Regions from separate parts of the Sus scrofa genome. Here regions 2, 3, 4, 5, 6 and 7 are each linked to region 1. Evidence: chromatin contacts called from public HiChIP or PLAC-seq and promoter capture Hi-C data. All regions are on one chromosome and are shown on one strand. The core of a region is the stretch at or near the end of the contact, and the rest is flanking DNA. Distances in the headings are between cores, read along the strand shown. Region 1 overlaps LSG1 (large subunit GTPase 1 homolog). Region 2 overlaps BDH1 (D-beta-hydroxybutyrate dehydrogenase, mitochondrial). Region 3 has its middle 18 kb from the start of BDH1. Region 4 overlaps ACAP2 (arf-GAP with coiled-coil, ANK repeat and PH domain-containing protein 2). Region 5 holds the start of XXYLT1 (xyloside xylosyltransferase 1). Region 6 overlaps XXYLT1 (xyloside xylosyltransferase 1). Region 7 overlaps XXYLT1 (xyloside xylosyltransferase 1).

Region 1 (2,935 bases), core at 190-2,689:
TCAGGTTTTTTAAAGATATACTGTTCCTAGGTTGGGAAATGGGAGAAACCATGTTTTGATGCATTTCTTCTCTCACCTGCGAGCACTGCCTTCCCAAAGCCTTGCCAACTGCTACATGAACTGTCGACAGTCCTTTGGGGGTTTCTCAGAGTTCACTCCAATTCAGCAGAAGTCATTAGTGAGGGGTAGCATACAGTGGGGCTTAGCAAGGATGCAGAGATGAGGGGAGAATGTTGTCCCAGCTCTGTCTGACCCAAACTTGCTGGGACTGACTTTACCCAGTCCACTTCAGGGCTTTCATCTGCACCAGAAGGAAGTGGGCTTCTCTTGCTATTCAGAGTGGCCTTCCACCAGACCAGCATCATCAGCATCACCTTAAAGAGTAGAGTGCCCGCCCCACCCTAGACCTTATCAATCAGAACCGGCACTAATAAGATCCCAAGGGGGCTTCACATGCACATCAAAGTTTGAGAAGAACTGGCCTCTAAAATTCTTGCTAACAGCCCTCGTTCTCCCCTTTCCCCAGGAATGAATAAAATAATGAGACTTGGGTTTGATGCCTGACCCCGAATATTTTCCCTGGCTTGCCAAGCTTCTTCGTCTCTGAGCATCACAACATTGAGGTAATTTTGATTGATGAGGATGGAACTAAATGCCCAGCACCCACACATCTCTAACCGGACTTTTTATATTCTCATCATAGGGAAACCTAACGATAAAATGAGGAACAAAAGTCAGGTGGCAAAGAGTGGAACCCAGCCACAGTTTTCACTTTATATTAATTTACAGGAAAATTTAAATACAATTCTAGGTTTAACTTTTAAACTTTTTTAAAAAGTTACTTGAAAAAAGCATTTAGGTCAAATCCCTTTGGCTTTCCTTGCAACTTTGACAAGCTCTTTCCATTCTGAACTCCCATCCGGGCAGGGACTCTTCTCTCCAAATCGCGGTTCAGAAAAGCTAAGTAAACAAAAAGCTATTTAGTTGCTGGGCGTGAAGGCGGCGAGGCCACACCTTAGAACACGGACAGAAATCTAGCGCCAGGAAGCAACGCCCCCTAGCGCAGCGGGGGGACCCTTCACCCGGGTCCCCTCCTCCTTTGACGAAACAGCCGGGAGGCGGAGCTAGTACCGCGAATATGAACGGCCGCTTTTTTCCACGTCTCCTAGTTTCACACCGGACACTAAAGACCGACGCACAAACTTGGAAGGTACCATCCTTTTGATTTAATCAACGTATCAAAATATGAGATATTGGTAGGAATATACATAGAAATTTAAGTCCCAAGACCACTTTATATTTTTTTCTGTCATAGTGGTAAATAAGTGGCAATTTGAGACAAATTATTATGTTTCCCTTCAACTTCGGGCCTTAATTACTTGGGCTCGCTCATACATCACTTCCGGAGATCGCGCACCTAAATACCGAAAAAACCAGGCGTGGGTCCGGCAAAGAAGGTTGGCGTCCCGGCTGCGCTCTAATGGGTCGGAGGAGAGCGCCAGATGCTGGGTCCCTCGGCCGGGCCCTTATCCGTCAGCAAGTTCAGCGGAGCCGTAGCCATCGTCACACCGACGCCTGGGTAAGACGGACCCTGCCATCTTTTTTAGTCTTTCTGTCTAGTTATGAGAGTGTGAACCCTGCGAAGCTTGGGGTCAGAGGTCACAGTGTAATTTTCCAGAGGAAACGCCAAAGTACTGTTTTGAAGGATGAGTACTGTCGTCCTCCGGTAACTTCAGGTAAACGCCCCCCTCTGCCCCAGCGGCTACCAAAATGCGCAAATACTCAAGTCCCTTAGAGTCGACCAGGCCGTAGTAGCTAGGCACCAGAGGTGGCGTCTAGTGTGATGAGGTTGGAGTGAGATCTTGAATGCCAGGGTAAGAGTTTGGTTTTTGCCCTGTAAACTTTGGAAGCCTGCACAGAAAAGTCGCAAAAACTGCTTTTTGTATTCATTTGTTCAAAGAATTGACCCTGCAAGAGCTGCTGGTTGGTGCCAGAAGTACAAAATAACTGCTTCGCCCCTTTTATTCCCTAGGGGCTTCACTCATAGATGAACGATCTATCTTCAAAATTTGGCGGGCTTAATAGTTCCCTGGGCCTGGGAACGATCATACTTTGGGGATCCTTGAAAACGGGATGAAGCTTGACTTGTGTTCGTCATCTTGGCATTCATTCTCCCACTTATTTGAGAACTCGCTAAGTTCTCAGTAAGAATCTTTGGGGAGTCAAAAATGCCCCTAATTATCCACGTGCACATCACACTAACTTCCATCTGTAATCTGCAGAGTAAACAGCATACAGAGCTCATCAATATGCTCTGGATTTTAGCATATTTATGAGAGAGTCAGAGTTACTCTGGAGTTTATTTATTTTTGCTTGTTTTATTTTTTTGCTTTTTAGGGCTGCACCTGCAGCATATGGAGGTGCCCAGGCTAGGGGTTCAATCAGAGCTGCAGCTGCCAGGATCCAAGCCCCATCTGTGACCTACAGCACAGCTCATGGCATCGCTGCATCCTTAACCCCCTGAGCAAAGCCAGGGAACGATCCACATCTTCGTGGACACTAGTCAGGTTCATTACCTCTTACCCATGCCGGGAACTCCTCGATTTTAGATTACGGATAATTTTAATTGATTTTGAAGCAACTTGTTAATGTACCATTTAAAAAGTAATGGGAAATTCGATAATGAATTCTCATCCTTAGTTCCGGTTTTTGTTGATTCCTTGGTCTTGGACAAACCGCCTAACCTTCTAACCTTCAGTTTTTTCATTTCTTTGTACCTGTACAGAGCATATAGCTTAGGATGGTGTTTATCTTATCACACTGTGGTTTGTGTTTGGAATTCAGTTCAATGGGTGGAAAGTAGGCAGATTTTTCCTGCAGAAGAGAATTAAAGAAAATTCCAGAGTGTATTGTATGTAATAAGGTAACTGTTTCA
Region 2 (2,935 bases), core at 160-2,659, 970 kb before region 1:
TTATCATACATGGGTGTTAAATTTTGCTTTTTCTGCATTGATAGAGCCTTGTGATTCTTCTTCTTTGGCTTTCGATTTGGTGGGTGAACTGATTTTCAACAATGAACAATCTTTTAAAATTGACAGAACATTGTAAATCAACTATTCTTTAATTTTAAAACATTTTTTAAAAGAAGGGTTAAAAAAACCCACCTTAAAAAAAAAAAAAGTGGACCATCTTTGCATCCCTGGAACAAATCCAATTTTTCATGGTTTGTAATTCTTTTTATATTTTTTGATGAATTCTATTGGAAAATATTTTAAGAATTTTTGCATCTATATTCATGAAGGATATTGGTCTGTATGGTTTTTTGTTTTGTTTTGTTTTGTTTTTTGTACTGTCTTGGTCTGATGTTGGAATGAGGGTAATAACAGCTTCATTAAAATAAATTGGAAGGAGTTACTGCTGGGAACTGATGGGAGTTTCAGCTTCCCAGTGGGTCTACACCCATACCTCCCAGTACCTCATTCCTGCTCCCCACTCTAAGGGAGAGTGTGCTTTCATTACTGCTAAGAGGTGGAGATGGTCCTGACAGTCCTCTCTCTTCACTAGATATCCTCAAACACTGCCCTACCCCACCCCAAGAAGGCTGAGTGCCTTAGTACCAAGGGGTGAGAATGTACGACCTGGCGCCTACTTGGCTTTCTCTGACGCTACCCTAGGTGGGAGCATTGGTCACAAGTGAACAGAATTATATGGTCTGTATGAACAAACCTAGTTAAATGATCCTATTTAGGAGTTCCCGTTGTGGCGCAGTGGAAACGAATCCGAACTCTGAAGTTGTGAGTTCGATCCCTGGCCTTGCTCCGTGGATTAAGGATCCAGCATTACTGTGAGCTGTGGTGTAGGTTGCAGACGCGGCTTGGATCTGGCGTTGCTGTGGCTGTGGTGTAGGCTGGCAGCTGTAGCTCTGATTAGACCCCTAGCCTGGGAACCTCCATATGCTGCAGGTGCAGCCCTAAAAAAGACAATAAATAAATAAATAAATACTGACCTTATTTAAAAATAACTGTATGACTTTTTGCTCTACAAAAAAGGACTAGGTGTCCCTGGCAGAACTAGATTATATGTGCTTGTCCCAGTCATCCCCTTTGCATACTTTAATACTTTTAAATATAACTAAAAGGTCACAGAAAGAAAAAAATTTTATTCCAAACTGACTTATTTCCAGATTTTTTTCTAACCCACCTCCCCATCCTCAAATGTATCCACTCAAACTTGACTCTCTCAGGGTGTATTATATCAGGAACTACTGCTCATACCCAGCTGTCAGTGGCATAATTCTGCTTCTCCAGAGAGCATAAGGCTCCACCCTCCACACCCAATCCCCAAGAGTCAGAACCCCTGGCACTGCTGGGAAGCACCAGCTGACACAGGCGGGCCCTCCTGGGCACCACCTGGCTTCTCAGTCTCCTTCTTTTCCACTGCTGGGACTGCCTCTTCCTGCTCTTATTTCTCCTCTCATTTTTCAGCTTCTGCAGGTGCCAGGGGATCCCTGGCTTGGGGATACTTCTCCATTCACAGGGGACTCAGGCCTGGGAAGGCCTTAGCAGCTCAGTTATAAGCACCTGGGGAGTTTGTCAAAATGCAGGCTCCTGGGTCCCTGCCTGACATTCCGATTCAGTAGGAAGAGGTGGCCCTGGAAATCTGCAGGATTAAGCAGCACCTCAGATAATTCCAGCACAGCAGGACCTGGGAAAGGTTGATGTAGGTGCATTGCGCTCTTCTCAGGTTCTCCCCACTGGCTGTTTACTAGAATCACTTGGGATTGCAGCATGACTATGTGCTTACATTATGAAAAAGAGTTCTTACCACTTAGAGACAGCCAGCTAAGTATTTACACATCAAACACGATGTCCAGGATTTGCTTTGAAATAATCCAGGGGAGGGACGTGGGTGGGGACATAGATGAAACAAGATTGGCCATGAGCGGATAACTGTTGATGCTCAAGTCTGCCAGGGATCAATACACTACTTTCTACTTTTGCGTATCTTTGAAATTCTTTCCAAAATAGTTTAAGAAGAATAACCAGGGAAGCTTTTTAAACTACTCCCATGGTTGGCTTCATTCCTAATGAATGAAATCCAAGTCCCCAAGGGTAGGGCACAGGGATTTTTTTCTTCCCCGCTGTGCTCTAGGTGATTCTAACCTGCAAACAGACAAGTTCCCTGGTGCCCCAGCAGGTTAGGGATCTGGTATCGTCACTGCCGTGGCTTGGGTTCAGTCCCTGACCTGGGAATTTCCACATGCCACAGGTGCAACCAAATAAATAAATAACCTGAAATCCGAGTTCATAACTGCTGTCTTAGAAAAAAAAAAAAAAAAGCACTTTTTCCCTATGGGGTTTCCTTTACAAGCCTCTTGACTGCCAAAGTCTTAACATCTCTGGGGGCAAAATCAGCTCTAGGCCACAGCTCAGCTGGGCCAAGGCAAACACTGCTGTTTGTCACCATTATTTATTCTTTGCATCTGTCTCACTCTCAAAATTTTGTCTAGAGGAGCAATGTGCCCATCTCCTTCCACACAATCACCTACCATGATCACATGACCTCCTCCTGGCCTGTAAGTTACAGAGTCTGCAGGGATTGCTGGGAGAGCTTTGCTTTCCTGATGCAAGTGCAGTTCCTCCCTTCCTCTATGTTGCTTTGCCTCCTGCCTCGACTGAGGCTGGAGGTGAAGGAACATCATGGCATCCTGGGGTGAGAGCCACTATCAGGATGACAGAGCAGAAAGATACAAGAGTCCTGGGTCCACGGATGCTTAGCCAGCCCCAGCCTTCCGGAGGTCTCTGCCCTTCTTAGTGTGACACAGTCCTGATACACTGGCTGATCAAGGCCAGGGTAATGCCCCTGAGGGGTTAAGTCCAAGCCCCATAATAAGAAATTGTGTCCATT
Region 3 (2,935 bases), core at 304-2,803, 930 kb before region 1:
CTGAATGTGTTTTGAAGAGTAAAGTCTGCAGGATTTGCTACCAGATCAGATGTAAGGGTAAGAGATAGATGTCAGAGATGACTCTGAAGATTTAGTCTGATAACTGGAAGGATGTAGTTCCATTAACATGGATGAGGGGGAAATTTGAGAGCAGATTTTAGGTGGAATATTAGAGTTCAGTTTTGAACATGTTCACACTGAGATGCTTACACACACAAAGAGAGAGATGGAATCTGGAACACAGTCTGCAAAAAATAAATCCCTGGAGCTAGACTAGATGATTAAGGGAGCAGATGTGGAGAGAGAAAAGAAGTAGGTCTAGGGAGTTCCCGTCGTGGCGCAGTGGTTAACGAATCCGATTAGGAACATGAGGTTTCGGGTTCGGTCCCTGCCCTTGCTCAGTGGGTTAAGGATCTGGCGTTGCCGTGAGCTGTGGTGTAGGTTGCAGACGCGGCTCGGATCCCGCATTGCTGTGGCTCTGGCATAGGCCGGTGGCTACAGCTCGGATTAGACCCCTATCCAAGGAACCTCCACATGCCACGGGAGCGGCCCAAGAAATAGCAAAAAAAAAAGACAAAAAAAAAAAAAGAAGTAGGTCTAGATCTGAACCCGGAGCTCCTCTGATATTTACAAGTCAGGGAGGGAGTTCCTGTTGTGGCTTACTGGTAAGGAACCTGAGTATCCATGAGTGACATGGGTTCGATCCCTGGCCTCACTCAGTGTAAGAATCCTGTGTTGCCATGAGCTGTGGTGTAGGTTGGACGAGGCTCAGATCCTGAGTTGCTGTGGCTGTGGTGTAGGCCAGCAGTTATAGCTCTGATTTGAACTCTAGACTGGGAACTTCCATATGCTTCGGGTGCTGCCCTAAAAAGGCCAAAAAAAAAAAGTCAGAGAAGAGAGAAGGAACCAGTGGAGGAGACAAAGAAGGAGCAGGCATGAGGTAGGAGAAGAACCAAGAAAGAGTGATGGCCTGCCTGCAGGCCGGGTGAGTGAAATGTCTTAAAGAGGCAGCAGTGATCAAGTGCTTCGAAGGCTGCTGATGGGCCAAAATGTGAGACCTGGAAATTGACCACTGAATGTAATAGCAAGTGGAGGCCACTGGTGATCTTACCAAGAGGAGAAGGCATATCAGTGAGAATCCAGACCTTCCTAGAGTGAAAATCAAGCCCCCATTAAATCTTCAGCCTGATACATCTGGCTGTACCGCCTTTAGCCCCATTAGGCAGTTCCCGCCATCTGGTCTGGTCCCTGGGACCTTTCCATCATCACCCAGGACTTTCGGGCTTTTTTTTGCCTCCAGGTTCTTTCCAACCCTGCAAACAGAACTCAGACACCTGGACCAGCACTTCACTTACTGGATGCCACTCATCTCCCAGAGAGCTAGGACTCTGTAATTCCCTTTGTGGAAAAAAGAGACAGAAAAAACAAGAGTGACAAGGAGAGAAAAAGAAGTAAACCTGAGAAAACTGAGTTGCCCATTTTGTCCTTGATGGCAGGAAGTAAGCACTGCCTTCACATCACGAGTTAATTATTACAAGACCGGATCAATGACCACAGGACAGTGTAAGTTGGTAGGAAGATAACTAAAACATATTTATCTGTTTACAAAAGTACTTTTTTTTTTTTTTCTTTTTAGGGCCACACACTCAGCACATGGAAGTTCCCAAGCTAGGGGTTCAATCAGAGCCACAGCTACACCACAGCCATAGCAACACAGAATTGGAGCTGCATCTGCAGCCTACACCACAGCTCACAGCAACAAGGAATCCCTCATCCTCTGAGTGAGGCCAGGGATCAAACCCACATCCTCATGGATACTCTTCGGATTCGTTTATGTTTCGCCACAATGGGAACTTCCAAGTTTTTTTTTTTTTTTCCCAAGTAAAAATAGGTAACTAAACTAATGTGCCCCATTTCTAGAAAGTAAACTTAGCACGGTTTACTTTCAAGTGATATAATTCACATATAAGAACCATACAGTGGTTTATTTTAATATCTCCCCTCCTGACCTTTCTGCTGTTGTTGTTTACATTTTTCTCTACAGATGTTACAAAGCCTACGGTTGTCCTTTTTTTTTTTTTTCCCCGACACACCTGCAGCATATGGAAGTTCCCAGCCTTCGTGGAATCGCAGCTGCAGCTGCAGGCCTACACCACAGCCACAGCAATGCTCAGGTCCAAGGCATATCTGCGACCTACGACACAGCTCACAGCAACACCAGATCCCCTTGTGCAGCTGCAACCCTGCTGGAGGAGCAGAAGCTCAGCTCTGACCTGGGAGACCCTAAGGTGGTACATGGCTGGCAGAGTGGCTGCCAGCTCAAGAGAATGCCATTGCTGCTCTCAAGACACAGCCTGACCCCCAAACCCTGATCTTCAGAACCTTCCCTGCCCTGAATGCTCAAGGCCCTGTGAGCCGCTGCTTCTCGGTCCTGCTTTGTGCTTGTGCGGCGCCCCCTGCTGGGTCCTGGGTGTCCACTTCTCCCTACTGATCCCAGTGCCGTCGGTTTCCTAAGCCCCAGCAGGGCAGCCAGCCCCGCCACTACCTCACTCCCGCTTGACCTTCAGTCTTTGCAGGCACTAAGACCACCACCCGCTCCCAGGAGCTGATGGGAAGTTCTCCATCTGAGGTGGAAAGGTGGCTAAGAGGCAGAGTTCTGCCCTTTCCATGGGCACCACTTTCTCTAGCCCTCCCTGCCTTGCCTTAGGAGTAGTTTCCATGGTGACAGGGTCTGATGTATAGTATTCAGTATAAATATTTTGTAAATAAAGTGTTTTGTGGCAAAAAGAAAGAGTAAGATAGGATTTAGAAAAACATAAATAGAATGTAAACAGCGACCATTAAAAAGAGAGATGGGTTCTCTTGTGGCACAGCGGGTTAGGGATCCAGTGCTGTCACTGCAGTGGCTGGGGTCACTACTGTGGCACAGGTTCCA
Region 4 (2,935 bases), core at 141-2,640, 760 kb before region 1:
ATTGTTTATTGGTGGAACTTGCCATTTGATATCTTTGGCCTGTGGTTGACCGTGGGCAACTCAAACTGTGGAAAGTGAAATCATGGATAAGGGGGGACTACTATAGTGTTATGTTAACTTTTTTAAATGAAGAAAAACAAAGAACAAAAAACAGCAACCCAGCAAGTACCCATTTCTTTCTTCATTCTCTGGTGTAATTTGGCCTTCAAATTATTTGTTCTTAAAGTTGTTACATAATTCACTTAGATATGGGACCTTTCTGACTGTCACTCTTTGGCAGTTTTTTCTTACCCAGAAGTATCTGTTATGGGTTAAATTATGCTCTCCCCCCCCCGCCCCCCGGATGTATGTTGAAGTTCTAACCCCAGTATCCCAGAATGTGACCTTATTTGGAAATAAGGTCATAGCAGGTATAATTAAGTAAAGAGGAAGTCATGCTTGAGAAGGGTGGAGTTTTTAATCCATTATAACTGGTGTTCGTATAAGAAGGCAGAAGGTAATGTGTGAAGGAAGACAGATATACAGGGAGAAGACCCTCATGTAATGACAGAGGCAAAGATTGGGGTGATGCTGCTGCAAGTCAAGAATTGACCACCACCAGAATCTAGATAGAGGCAAGGAAAGATCCTCTTGTACAGGTTTTCAGAGGCAGCATGACCCTCCCAATACCTTAAACTATACAGTTGTGAGAGAATAAACCTATTGCTCTAAGGTACTCAGTTTTTTGTAATTTGTTATGGGAACCCTAGGAAACTAATATACTATGTATTTCACTCAGGCTTTCAATTTAAAAAAAAATTTATTTACTATAGTTGATTTACAATATAGTATACCTTATAGTTTCAGGTATACAGCTTTAGATTCTTTCCAATTATAGCTAAATAGAAGATATTGAATATAGTTCCATGTGATACACAGTAAATTGTTGTTGTTTATTTTATATATAGTGGTATGTATCTTTTAATGTGATATTCCCAATTTATCTCACCCCCTACTCTCCCCCCTTTGGTAACCATAATTTTGTTTTCTATGTCTTTGAGTCTGTTTTTGTTTTGTAAATAAGTTGATTTGTATTATTATTTTTTAGATTCCACATATAAGTGGTATCATAGAATATTTGTCTTTCTCTGCCTGACTTACTTCATTTAGTATGATAATGTCTAGGTCCATCCATGTTGCTACAAATGGCAATATTTCTTTTTTATGACTGAGTAATACTCCTTTGGGTCACATCTTCTTTATCCATTCATTTATTGAATGGCCATTTCGGTTGCCTCTATATCTTGACTATTGTGAATAATGCTGCAATGAATGTTGATGTGCGTGTATCTTTTTTTTTCTTTCTGCACTTGTAGCATGTGGAAGTTGCTGGGCCAGGGATCAAACCCACACCACAGCTATAACCAGAGCTACGGCAGTGACAATGCAGGAACCTTAACTGGCTGAGTCACAAGGGAACTCTTGCATGTGTCTTTTTGAATTAAATTTTTCATCTTTTCTGGATATATGCCCAGAAGTGGATTGCTGGATTATATGGTAACTTTTAATTTTTTAAGGAACCTGCATGCTATTTTCCATAGTGGCCGTACCAGCTTACATTCCCATCAGCAGCGTAGGAAAGTTCCCTTTTGTGCACATCCTCTGGCATATGGAGTTCCCAGGCCAGGGATCAGATCTGAGCCACAGTTGTGACCTGCGCCACAGCTCTGTGGTAGTGCTGGATACTTAACCCACTGTACTGGGCCAGGGATTGAATCTGCGTCCCAGTGCTCCAGAGACACCACTGATCCTGATGTGAATTTTTTTTATCATTATTTATCATATATTGTTACTGTGTAGTTTTGATTTTCTCTTTGAGTCTGTACTCTTTAGGAGGAAAATTAAAAATACCTAAGATTGGATTTTTTTTTTTTTTACTTCTGCTTTTTGAGTTTTCATTACATACTGGTTAATGAGTACGATTAGTTGTATTTTTGCTTTATGAAACTTATGAATTTTCTTTGTGGCTTAATCAGTTTTTTAAAGTGATCCATAAATGTTTAAATGGAAGATGTATACTCTTTTTTGTAGAGTACAAATCTTGGTTGATAGCTGTTATGTCTATTGAATCATATTAATAATCTTACATAGTTTCTATCAGAGGTTATAAACTGGCTAACATGGTTTTATTTGGCCCACAGACATATATTTGCTTGTCATGCATTGTGTTGGTCTACATAATGTTAAAAATTAAAATTGATTAAAAGTACCAACATTTAAAAATTTGGAGATTTCATATACACATGTAGATTTTTGGTTTCTTCAGAGGTCTTATTTCAGCTCCTCAAATAGCTCATACTCTGTCCTGCCTCCTCTAGGCTTTGAATAGACTGGATTGTTTGTTCCCTTTGGCTGGAAGACTTTTTCCACTCCCCTTTCCTAGCTTATTGTTCATCCTTTCTTAGTGTCAATCTCAGAAGTCTTCCTTCACCTCTCACGACGAGCTTAAGAAAGATATAGGATAGCAAATAAGCTTATGAAAAGATGCTCAGCTTCATTAGGGAAAGACAGATTATTAATACCCACTGAGATGCCACTGCACACTTTGTATAATGGCTCAAATGATACAGACCAATCATACCAAGTATTGGCAGGTATGTAGAACAACTAAAATTCTCACACACTCTAGTGGATATGTAAAATGACAAAACCACCCTGAAAAGCAATTTGGTAGTTTCTTAAAAGGTTAACGTACTATGATGCAACTCTTTCACTTCTAAGCATTTATCTATGGGAAAAGAAAACATAGATCCGAAAAACAGACTTGAGCATGAATGTTTATAGCACCTTTATTTGTATTAGCTGAAAATTAGAAACAACCCAAATATCCATCAATAAGTGAGTGGATAAACTGGTATATCCTTAAATTATTACTCAGTAACAAAAAGGAATGAAC
Region 5 (2,935 bases), core at 216-2,715, 620 kb before region 1:
GCTCCGATTGGACCCCTAGCGTGGAAATGGTAAGACTTGGGTAAGGATCCTGGCTCCATTATTTGTTAGTCAACTACATTTGGGGAGTTAGTTTCTCTAAATCTCATGTTCCTCAATTGTCAAGTGCAAATAACACTGCTTCTTAATGTTGTGAGGATTAAATGAACTAAAGTAAAACCCTGTTATTCAAGCAAGTTCACTCTGCTATTGCGGTCCCCACTCTGCCCCGCAAGGTGAGTAGTATGTTGAGTTTGTTGCCAAGACTGCTTCGGAAGTCCAGTATTATTCAGATAAATGTTGCTCCAGTTGAAAAGAACAAGAGTTAAAAATGAGATGAATTGTGTTCTGGGAACCCAGTTGAGAAATAATGGGATGTTACAATAAATGGGCGGAGGGAATTTGTGTGTGCCTGTGTTTTCACCTGCACCTCTTTCAAGCATGCAGACCCTTGTGCATGTTTACTTATGTAGTTGGCAGTGTCCAACTATACTGTCAAAACTGCCACTGTGTGACCTTGGACGAGTGACCTCAGCTGTGCCTCAGTTAGGAATTTCCTGGAGTTCCTGTTGTGGTTCAGTGGGTTAAGGACTTGATGTTGTTTCTGTGAGGATGCAGGTTTGATCTCTGGTCTTGCTCAGTGGGTTAAGGATCCCACCTTCCTGCAAGCTGTGGTCACTGCTGTGCTGCTGTTTCCATCTCTGGCCCCAGAGCTTCCACATGCTACAGGTGTAGCCAAAAGGAAAAAGAATTTGCAAAATTACCTGTTACATATTAAGTCTTTTTTAAAATGTTTAAGTTTTTGTTTTGTGTTTTGTGTGTGTGTGTGTGTGTGTGTGTGTGTGTGTGTGTGTGTGTGTGTGTTTAAGGAGTATCACGATCTTTGGTATTACTCCCCTTCAGAGCTCTGGGCTCCTCTAAATTTTGGGCATTTGGGCCCCCCTGGTGGCCACACCTTTAAATTGCTTCCAGTGGGCCTCAGAGTTGCAAGTGAGGTGGGCAGGCGATTTACACCTTGGTTGTCATTCCACCTTCACTGAGAATGGGGAAGGAGTGGCCAGTGTAAATTCTTTAGCCCCAGCTAAACTCCAAGGTGTGAAAGGAGTCAGAGAGAGGACTTGAGGCCTTCAAGAAATTAGAGGAATAACGGTATAAGAGAAAAATGTTTTTTGCCCAATTTAGTCTTTTGAGTAGCCGAGGGCTTAGCTTTGGTTTCTAGCGTCTGGGGCTGGGCACTTAAGAGGGCCATTTTTCACAGACGGTATAGCCAGCTGGCCTCTCTGTCTTGGTCCTCACCAGATCCTCTGACCACCTGGGGGATGGGGGTCGGGGGTCGGGAGTGAATCCCGTGAACTCGCGGCACATCTCGGCTGTAATCCTTCCGAGCCTAGGACCCAGCGGCTGCAGGACAGCCCTGGCCCCGCCTCTCGAGCATCAGCGCTCGTGGATTGGCCCTCGGCAGCAAGGCTCCGCCCCCGCCATGGCTGCCGCCCGCCGACTGAGCTACTAAGTGGCTGCCGGGGTATTGGTCTCCGCTGCAGTTTCCCGGCTGCTCTGTGTCGGCGGGCTGGTGGCGCATGGGTCTCCTCCGAGGCGTGCCCCCATGCGCTCGGGCCATGGCACGCCTGGGCGCTGTGCGCTCCCACTATTGTGCGCTGCTCCTGGCCGCGGCGCTTGCGGTCTGTGCCTTTTACTACCTCGGCTCCGGCCGGGAGACCTTCTCCAGCGCCACCAAGAGGCTGAAGGAGGCCCGCGCCGGGGCCCCAGCCGTGCCCTCGCCGCCGGTGCTGGAGGTGGCGCGGGGCTCCGTGGCGCCAGCCCTGGGTGCTAAGGCCAAGAGCCTGGAGAGCGGCGGGGCTGGGCCGGTGGACTACCACCTGCTGATGATGTTCACCAAGGCGGAACACAATGCCGCGCTGCAGGCCAAGGCTCGCATCGCGCTCCGCTCCCTGCTGCGCCTTGCTAAGTTCGAGGCGAATGAGGTGCTTAACCTGCACTTCGTGAGCGAGGAGGCCAGCCGCGAGGTGGCCAAGGCCCTGCTGCGAGAGCTGCTGCCGCCCGCCGCCGGCTTCAAGTGCAAGGTGAGCAGGGGCCTCAGCTGGAGGCTCCGGGCGGGTGGCTCTGTCAGTGCGCGCGCCCCACCAGGCTCAGGGGGTCGGGAGGGAGGCGACTTCGCTGCGCTGCCTACTGTCAACGCCAACTCGCACCCTCTCCCCGAAGTGGACTGGAGGCATCGTCGGGGGCGTGTCCGGGTGGGTGCCTCGGCGTTAGCTGACTACCCTGACCTGGTATCCCCCTTTAACTGTGGCCCCCTTGAGAATCGGCACGCCCCTTCCTTACTAGCGTTGCAGGGTTCACTGGTGAGTGCCTTCCAGTCTGCCCCTCTTTTTAATCTCCTCCAGTCTTTGGCTTTTGAGGATGGAACAGGTCATTTGAAGCACCAGTATTCTTCTGCTGCAGAATCTGATAGACAGGGTCGTAGGCCTCTTGAATTCTTGAAGTTACAGTGGCATTTCTCATAGCTCCAAGGTATCTCAGTCGGAACTGGTCAAGCTCCAGTGTGAACCACCTCATCTCCTTTATGTGTCCCTTCTCCCCCACCCTCTAGGGTCATGAGCTCATTTAGAGAAGCAGAGGGTTCTTCCCAGGGAGGAAGAGAACGCTCCAGGAGGTACAGATAAGATCTGGGGAGAGCAGGGCAGAGCTAGTCATTGGACCAACCTGCCTCCTCATCCTCTGGCTTCACCACCTGGCTCTGCTCGGGGATTCCTAGCTTAGTGTCAATGGCCTCAGTTAAATTGCTTGCCTCCTTTTAACCTCATGGTTGCACAGAGGGGACTGATTTTGGAATAGGAATAGTAGGTGATCTTAAAAGATGGAGCCTGATGGTGGGGGGAGGGGTGGTGAGGGGAGCTGATGCCAGCATCCTGCAGGCCTC
Region 6 (2,935 bases), core at 164-2,663, 570 kb before region 1:
AGGCCAGGGGTCGAATCGGAGCTGTAGCCGCTGACCTATACCACAGCCATAGCAACAGCAACGTGGGATCTAAGCCGTATCTGTGACCTACACCACAGCTCATAGCAATGCCAGATCCCCGACTCACTGAGTGAGGCCAGGAATCCAACGCACATCCTCATGGTTCCTAGTCAGATTTGTTTCCACTGTGCCGCAATGGGAACTCTGGGTCCCCAAGCCTTGAGGAAACACAGCCAACTCTGATTCCTGGGGCAGCCAGCAGTGCCCTGACTGCCAGTGTTCATGAGGCACAGGAGTTCTCCTGTGGCAGAAAGCAAGAGGAAAAACAGATATTCAGGAACTTGCCTGAGTGGAAACATCTGAGTAAACACTGAACAAAGGTTATGAACATGTATCGCGTGATTGCAGTGAAAACTGTTTTCTGGCAGCTCCCATGGAGCAGTCTTGAGGCATTTTGTCTTCTTATTCTGAAGCAGGACAACTGAGCAGATTTCTCGCAAAATGCTAAAAATAATATTGTGACAGGGACCACTTTCTATTAACTTAATGCCAGAGGCTGCTGGTAAGCTAATGAAAATAGTTGCCAAATTGATTGAACAGTAATACTTCCATTTTGGTCCCCCCATTAGATTCTGTCGCTTAACTTTTCAAGATCCTCTTTTAAATTCTTGGCCACCCGTCAAAGGCATTAGCCATCATTTATTGCTGTCAAGAGGTCAAACAGTGTTTATTCTCGGCATCTCGTCACCGGTGAAGGGTCTGCCCTCTCCTGCCTTATGTGGGGTGCTGGCTGGTGCTGCTGCCCTGGCCTCTGGCAGCTCCCCTTCTCCTTGGGGAGGGAGTCCAAGCGGGTGGGTATTCACAGAGCCAGAGGTCAGAGGTCAGCAGTCCAGGGCCTAGACTTAGGGAGATAGTGGGGGATTCTCTGCATGGAGAATGGACCAGATATTCTCACTTCTGTCAGAGTTCAGAGGGGGATCTTTGTCATGGAGGGTGCGGTGGGTCTGTGTCAGCCTCGGAGGCTGAGGGGTTGAGAGTGGTGAGGAGAAGGACGGGCGTTCTGGGCAAGGGAAGTGCTGGGCAACCTGGGTCTCAGCCTGGGCGGAGGCCAGCGTGCCCTGGGAATGCTGCCTCCTCTTCAGGTGGCATCAGATCCCAAATCCATCAGCCAGTGGACCCAACAAGCACCTCCGGCCTTGATGTTAAGTACGTGTCTTCTTGTCCCTGTCTCTGTGCATTCAGTTTCTCTACACAAGCCATGTGTGTAATTGGCGAGGACCAGGTCCTACCGGTTGAGCATCTTGCATCGAATCTCAGGCCTGTTCTTCCTTCCTTTCCCCCACCCACTTACTTTGGCTCCTGGACTGAGCCTTTGTTTGGAATGTTCCTGGCTGTGCTGGGCCTTCCCGAGAGAGCGCTGCAGGGATCCATGCTTTGGCTGCTCCTGTCGGCCCTTCCTCTCCCCTCCATCCCCCCCCAGCATAGTTTCTTGCTGCTCCCCAACAGCCGTCCTGTTTGCCAGCAGAGTAGCTGCCTGAAATTGGTCTCGGCTTCCTGCATCCTGGCCTTGCTCGGCTCTTCCTTCGGCCGGGAGCGCCTCCCCCATGTACGCAGTCACTGCATGGCCTATCAGAAGGGCCCCCAGAGGGCAGGCTCCCCGAGCACACAGGGTGTCAGCAGGGCCTCTGCTGGACCTTAGAGAGTCCTTGGTCAGGTGTAATGAGACATGATGTGAACTGAAACTTTTTGTAAAATCTGAAAGCCCTTGGTGGATGGGTAGCGTGATTCCCATCACGTATGGATAAGAACTCTCAGGAGGCCAGTGATTCCACTGAGTGAATGGGATCACCTTGTGGGTGTGGAGTTCTGATGATAAAAGAGCTCTCCCAGGGAGCTGTCACAGGTAGTTCTAAAGGCAGCCTTAATCCTTGGTTTTTTGTCTTCTGTCTCACACCAGCTTCTTGCCTTGCTTCAGGACTGACTTTTTTTTTTGTCTTTTCTAGGGCCGCACCCACCGCCTATGGAGGTTCCCAGGCTAGGGGTCTAATTGGAGCTGTAGCCGCCGGCCTACGCCACAGCCACAGCAACTCTGGATCCAAGTCGAGTCTGCAACCTACACCAGAGCTCACGGCAACGATGGATCCTCAACCCACTGAGCGAGGCCAGGGATTGAACCCACAGCGTCATGGTTCTTAGTTGGATTTGTTAACCACTGTGCCACGACGGGAACTCCAGGACTGACTTCTTAACCAGGTTTAGTTGCTTCCTGCCCTAATCTCGCTCCCATCTAAAGCTCTGGGACATAACTTCTCTGAGAGGTGACTGAGCGTGTGGGGTACAGGGAGTGATGGTTTCCTTTTGCACTGAATTGGGGTAGTCAGGTTCAATATTGATTTTTTTTTTTAATGGCCACACTCAAGGCATATGGAAGTTCCCAGGCCAGGGATAGAATCCGAGCTGCAGCTATGATTATGTTGCAGGTGCAGCAATGCTAGATCCTTTAATCTACTACACTGGGCTGGGGACTGAACCCACACTTCCACTGGGGCAGTCAGATTCTTAACCCACTGCGCAACAGTGGGAACTCCTCAAGATTGATTTTTTTTTTTTAAAGCATTGCCTATCACAGAAGATGGTTTGTCTATTCTAGTCACTAATCACAGAACTGTGAAATTTAGGGGAACTAGAAGTGCTTGAGACAGGAGTGAACTTTTGACCGTGAGCTGACTCGGTGGCTAACCTCCAGTAAACTCCCCCAGGCAAGCCTTCTGACCGGGGGTCCTGGCCCTTGTCTGATGACCTCTAAGGAGCCCTAGGTGCTCTCCCGCCTTCTCCTTCTTTTCTTCCTCTTCTCCTTTCCTATGAGAAATGGAGACTCACGCAAATCAGCACGGGATGAGGGATTATTATGGGATGAGCTAGAACAAGAGAGTCT
Region 7 (2,935 bases), core at 217-2,716, 530 kb before region 1:
GTAGCCTGGAGGGGAAGTGGGGTGTCTCTTGAGATAGAAAGTATGTTTGGTTCCCATTGTGGCTCAGCGGAAACGAATCTGACTGGGAACCATGAGGTTTCGGGTTCGATCCCTGGCCCTGCTCAGTGGGTTAAGGATCTGGCATTGCTTTTGCTGTGGCTGTAGTGTAGGATGGCGGCTACAGCTCTAATTCGACTCCTAGCCTCCATATGCCACAAGTGCTGCCCTAAAAATACCAAAAAAAGAAAAAAAAAAAAGTGTGTTTGTAGTAGCATATGTCACTGGAGGTCTTACGGGAACAGGGCCATCAAAAAAAATACTCCAACTCCTTTGGAACTAACCTCAGAATTGAGCCTAAGAGCTTAACGAATGTCTGTGAATGAATTAGACAGTTCATTCATCTCTGCCTCATTTATCCATATATAGCACGTTGGGCAGGGGTATGGCCCATGGAGGAAAGCCTTGCTGATTCAAACCCTCTGCCAGATACCGCCTGTGACACATAACTGCTCTGCGTCCAGATTTCCTCCTTTACGAAGGGAGGATAATGATAATATACCTATCTCCATGGTTGTTGTGACAACCAATTGAGTGTATATAACAGGAAGACCTTAAAATAGTATCTGGCCCATGGTAAGCATTCAGACAACAATAATTTACTATTATTGTTGATATTTATTACCAGCTTCCTACTTAATCCCTTGCCTTATTCCTCAGAATGTTGCAGATGCTCACTAAAAGAACACAGAGTTAAAAAAAAATAAAGATAATATGAGAAAAATGATATTTATATAATTGGGTCCCTTTGCTGTCCTGCAGAAATTGGCATAACATTGTAAATCAACTATAATTAAAAAACTAAAAAAAAAAAAAAATCAAACAGAGACTCAGGGCCAGGGAGTAAACGTATAGAAAATGAAAGCTTAGGTCTCATAGACAAAGATGTCAAGACATAGTTGCGGAAGCAGCTCTTCAGCTCACAGCCAGTGCAGCGGGGGAGACTGTGCCCCTTCATCAGTGAGGAGGAAGCAAACTCTCCTGAGCATTGACTTCTGAAATAAATGACATGTTTATTCTCTTTTATTAGAGAAAATGAGCCCTAAGTTCTAAACACTGGCTTTGTTCACTGTCCATCAGACACATGGGAAACCTTTACCCGAAATCTTTTGTTAACACTTAATTCTTTGGAATCATTTGGGCGTTTTCTATTTTGGTTTATGGTCCACACTCATTGGCCCAGCAGGGACGAACCACATCACTTACTTTTTTACAGCTAAAGGTCTTATACCACCTTGCCTTTGAAAAGCTCTTATGAACAAAATCCCATGGTAGCGATAGGGTTCTGAGGAGCGCCCTTGTCGCCGCTGCTCCCGGCGAGCGGATGTGCGGTTGTGGGGTGAGGAGCAGTGGATGCCTTTCCAGTCTGCTGGGGCGTGTGCGGAGCCGTCAGGCCGTGAGCTGGGTCACGTTTGCAGTGGCGCTGGCTGCCCGGGTCACTGCTGCCGCCTGGTCCTCTTGGCCAGACGGGGCCACATCGTGCTCTGGGGCTGGGAGGGGCCACGGGGACTGTCCCCAGAGGCTGACCCTTATCTGTTTGTTTGCCTGTTTCCAAGGGCTACAGAGCCAGGAAGAGGAATACAGCTCCTGTAGAAAGAAAAAGGAACAGGAAATTGTTCAAAAGGGAATGATGAAATGAGAAAGGCAACAGGAAACGGCTCGGGAGTCAGGGGAGGCATCAACCGAAGGAAAAATAAGTTTTGAGGACCAGGTGGGCCGGAGGGATAAAGCAGCCCCAAACCTTGGGGACGCCTTCCTTGTTGGCCCCGACCAGCCAGGTCTCCAGGACGGAAGTGACCTCCCTGGGTTCTGAGGGTCTGTGCCACCCCTTGCTCTGGCTTCAGCACAGACCTGGGCTTCTGGAGCTAGAAATGAGCCTGTGCCCATGGGAGCCAGACCCTCCCAGTGTGCTCGTGTCCATCTGCCCCCCCCCCCGCCCCTCCTCTGCTCCTGTCCTTCCTCTGCAAGGTCAAGAGTGTTCTCCCAGGGACCCTGGGGCCCCAGGTCACTCCCTGGTGCTGCTCAGAGATCTCTGTCCCACCCCAGTGGCTCCTTTACTCCACTTTATCCTGGTCCCATTCTGTCCTGGTGAGCGACTGCCCATGTGTGAGGGGGTCAAAGCAGGAGTGGGGGTGAGGTGGTGCGTGGGGAGCACAGTGTTCTCAGAGGAGCGAACACCCGTCACTCAGCTTGGAGGGTGCAGACGCAGGGCTTCTTGGGTCAGAGGCCACACTTAGGACGTCATTTGGTGAAGGTGGCTTGCTTTAACATTTGTGCCACATCTTTATAACTGAGTGGGATTTGGGATGTCGCCTTTTAGTGTTTCTCTTCCAGGAAGGAGGAAATAGAGTCCCCAGTTAGAAACCTGCTTTCCTCTGAGTATGTCAAGCTGGTTTGTTTTGTTTCTGGGGATCGATGATCAATTTGTAACCTAATAATATCCTCTCAGAGGTTTGTATCTCGGGGCCATTTCTCACCACCCCCACCTATTCCCATGAGCACACACACAGAGATCTCTTGAGCGTAATGATTCTTTGGCTGGGATTCAGGTTCGGTTTAAATAGGACGTGACTGCAAACCAGTCCGTGAACTTCCATATCCTCTTTCTGGTCAGACTATTGAACATTGCAGTTTTTAGTGGCGATAAGGGAGTAGCTTCGTTGGGTGAGAGAATTTCAAGGTTGGAAAAAACTGGAAGGTTTGATCCCTTCATCTGTTTCTGTCTCTCCCGTGGTGTCTCCAGGGCCAGAGGCTGTGCAGTGCATCCTGCTTGGGCTCCTGATGACAGGGAGCTGCCACGGCCGCCGCCAGAAGCAGCCTCTTTCATCTGCAGACATGTTTTGGTTTTAGAAAGTTCTTTCTTACATTGTCCAAAGCC

The links. Promoter capture Hi-C pulls out the DNA fragments that hold promoters and counts their contacts. HiChIP or PLAC-seq counts read pairs in DNA pulled down with a chosen protein or histone mark.
Region 2: a contact with region 1 is called in a promoter capture Hi-C map of liver, with 2.3 times the contacts expected there. The contact joins two enhancer-like sites. A contact is called at or near these places in 3 of 5 promoter capture datasets (fetal liver, fetal skeletal muscle and liver) and 1 of 2 datasets of contacts at active chromatin or transcription factors (alveolar macrophages).
Region 3: a promoter capture Hi-C map of liver shows a contact between it and region 1, with 6 times the contacts expected there. The contact joins two enhancer-like sites. A contact is called at or near these places in 2 of 5 promoter capture datasets (fetal skeletal muscle and liver), 8 of 47 Hi-C or Micro-C datasets (alveolar macrophages, embryonic fibroblasts, fetal skeletal muscle and 5 more) and 1 of 2 datasets of contacts at active chromatin or transcription factors (skeletal muscle).
Region 4: a contact with region 1 is called in an H3K27ac HiChIP or PLAC-seq map of alveolar macrophages. The contact joins two enhancer-like sites. A contact is called at or near these places in 2 of 5 promoter capture datasets (fetal liver and liver) and 1 of 2 datasets of contacts at active chromatin or transcription factors (alveolar macrophages).
Region 5: a contact with region 1 is called in a promoter capture Hi-C map of liver, with 8 times the contacts expected there. The contact joins the promoter of XXYLT1 here to the enhancer-like site in region 1. A contact is called at or near these places in 4 of 5 promoter capture datasets (fetal liver, liver and skeletal muscle), 21 of 47 Hi-C or Micro-C datasets (adipocytes, alveolar macrophages, blood and 12 more) and 2 of 2 datasets of contacts at active chromatin or transcription factors (alveolar macrophages and skeletal muscle).
Region 6: an H3K27ac HiChIP or PLAC-seq map of alveolar macrophages shows a contact between it and region 1. The contact joins two enhancer-like sites. A contact is called at or near these places in 2 of 2 datasets of contacts at active chromatin or transcription factors (alveolar macrophages and skeletal muscle).
Region 7: an H3K27ac HiChIP or PLAC-seq map of alveolar macrophages shows a contact between it and region 1. The contact joins two enhancer-like sites. A contact is called at or near these places in 4 of 5 promoter capture datasets (fetal liver, fetal skeletal muscle and liver), 1 of 47 Hi-C or Micro-C datasets (skeletal muscle) and 2 of 2 datasets of contacts at active chromatin or transcription factors (alveolar macrophages and skeletal muscle).

The regions. Positions count from the first base shown.
Region 1 is chr13:131,647,760-131,650,694 of Sscrofa11.1, reverse strand. LSG1 (large subunit GTPase 1 homolog) reads left to right here. Exons shown (of 16, transcript XM_021070074.1): 2 at 527-1,579. The coding sequence starts at 1,481. Among named protein-coding and RNA genes, the nearest start is that of LSG1, 4.7 kb to the left of the region's middle. Within about 2 kb of position 1,439, at least 79 of the 83 cell types and tissues checked have an H3K27ac peak or open chromatin away from gene starts, as enhancers often do. A contact at or near this core is called in alveolar macrophages, brain, embryonic fibroblasts and 8 more, where this site is marked.
Region 2 is chr13:132,618,430-132,621,364 of Sscrofa11.1, reverse strand. All of the region lies in intron 2 of BDH1 (D-beta-hydroxybutyrate dehydrogenase, mitochondrial), which reads right to left. Among named protein-coding and RNA genes, the nearest start is that of BDH1, 18 kb to the right of the region's middle. Within about 2 kb of position 1,409, at least 2 of the 83 cell types and tissues checked have an H3K27ac peak or open chromatin away from gene starts, as enhancers often do. A contact at or near this core is called in liver, where this site is marked.
Region 3 is chr13:132,582,564-132,585,498 of Sscrofa11.1, reverse strand. No RefSeq gene overlaps it. Among named protein-coding and RNA genes, the nearest start is that of BDH1, 18 kb to the left of the region's middle. Within about 2 kb of position 1,553, at least 6 of the 83 cell types and tissues checked have an H3K27ac peak or open chromatin away from gene starts, as enhancers often do. A contact at or near this core is called in liver, where this site is marked.
Region 4 is chr13:132,403,261-132,406,195 of Sscrofa11.1, reverse strand. The region is part of intron 1 of ACAP2 (arf-GAP with coiled-coil, ANK repeat and PH domain-containing protein 2); the gene reads left to right. Among named protein-coding and RNA genes, the nearest start is that of ACAP2, 27 kb to the left of the region's middle. Within about 2 kb of position 1,390, at least 1 of the 83 cell types and tissues checked has an H3K27ac peak or open chromatin away from gene starts, as enhancers often do. A contact at or near this core is called in alveolar macrophages, where this site is marked.
Region 5 is chr13:132,268,516-132,271,450 of Sscrofa11.1, reverse strand. XXYLT1 (xyloside xylosyltransferase 1) reads left to right here and starts at 1,465. Exons shown (of 4, transcript XM_021070076.1): 1 at 1,465-2,078. The coding sequence starts at 1,575.
Region 6 is chr13:132,219,624-132,222,558 of Sscrofa11.1, reverse strand. The region is part of intron 2 of XXYLT1 (xyloside xylosyltransferase 1); the gene reads left to right. Among named protein-coding and RNA genes, the nearest start is that of XXYLT1, 49 kb to the left of the region's middle. Within about 2 kb of position 1,413, at least 15 of the 83 cell types and tissues checked have an H3K27ac peak or open chromatin away from gene starts, as enhancers often do. A contact at or near this core is called in alveolar macrophages and skeletal muscle, where this site is marked.
Region 7 is chr13:132,178,497-132,181,431 of Sscrofa11.1, reverse strand. All of the region lies in intron 2 of XXYLT1 (xyloside xylosyltransferase 1), which reads left to right. Among named protein-coding and RNA genes, the nearest start is that of XXYLT1, 90 kb to the left of the region's middle. Within about 2 kb of position 1,466, at least 19 of the 83 cell types and tissues checked have an H3K27ac peak or open chromatin away from gene starts, as enhancers often do. A contact at or near this core is called in alveolar macrophages, fetal liver, liver and 1 more, where this site is marked.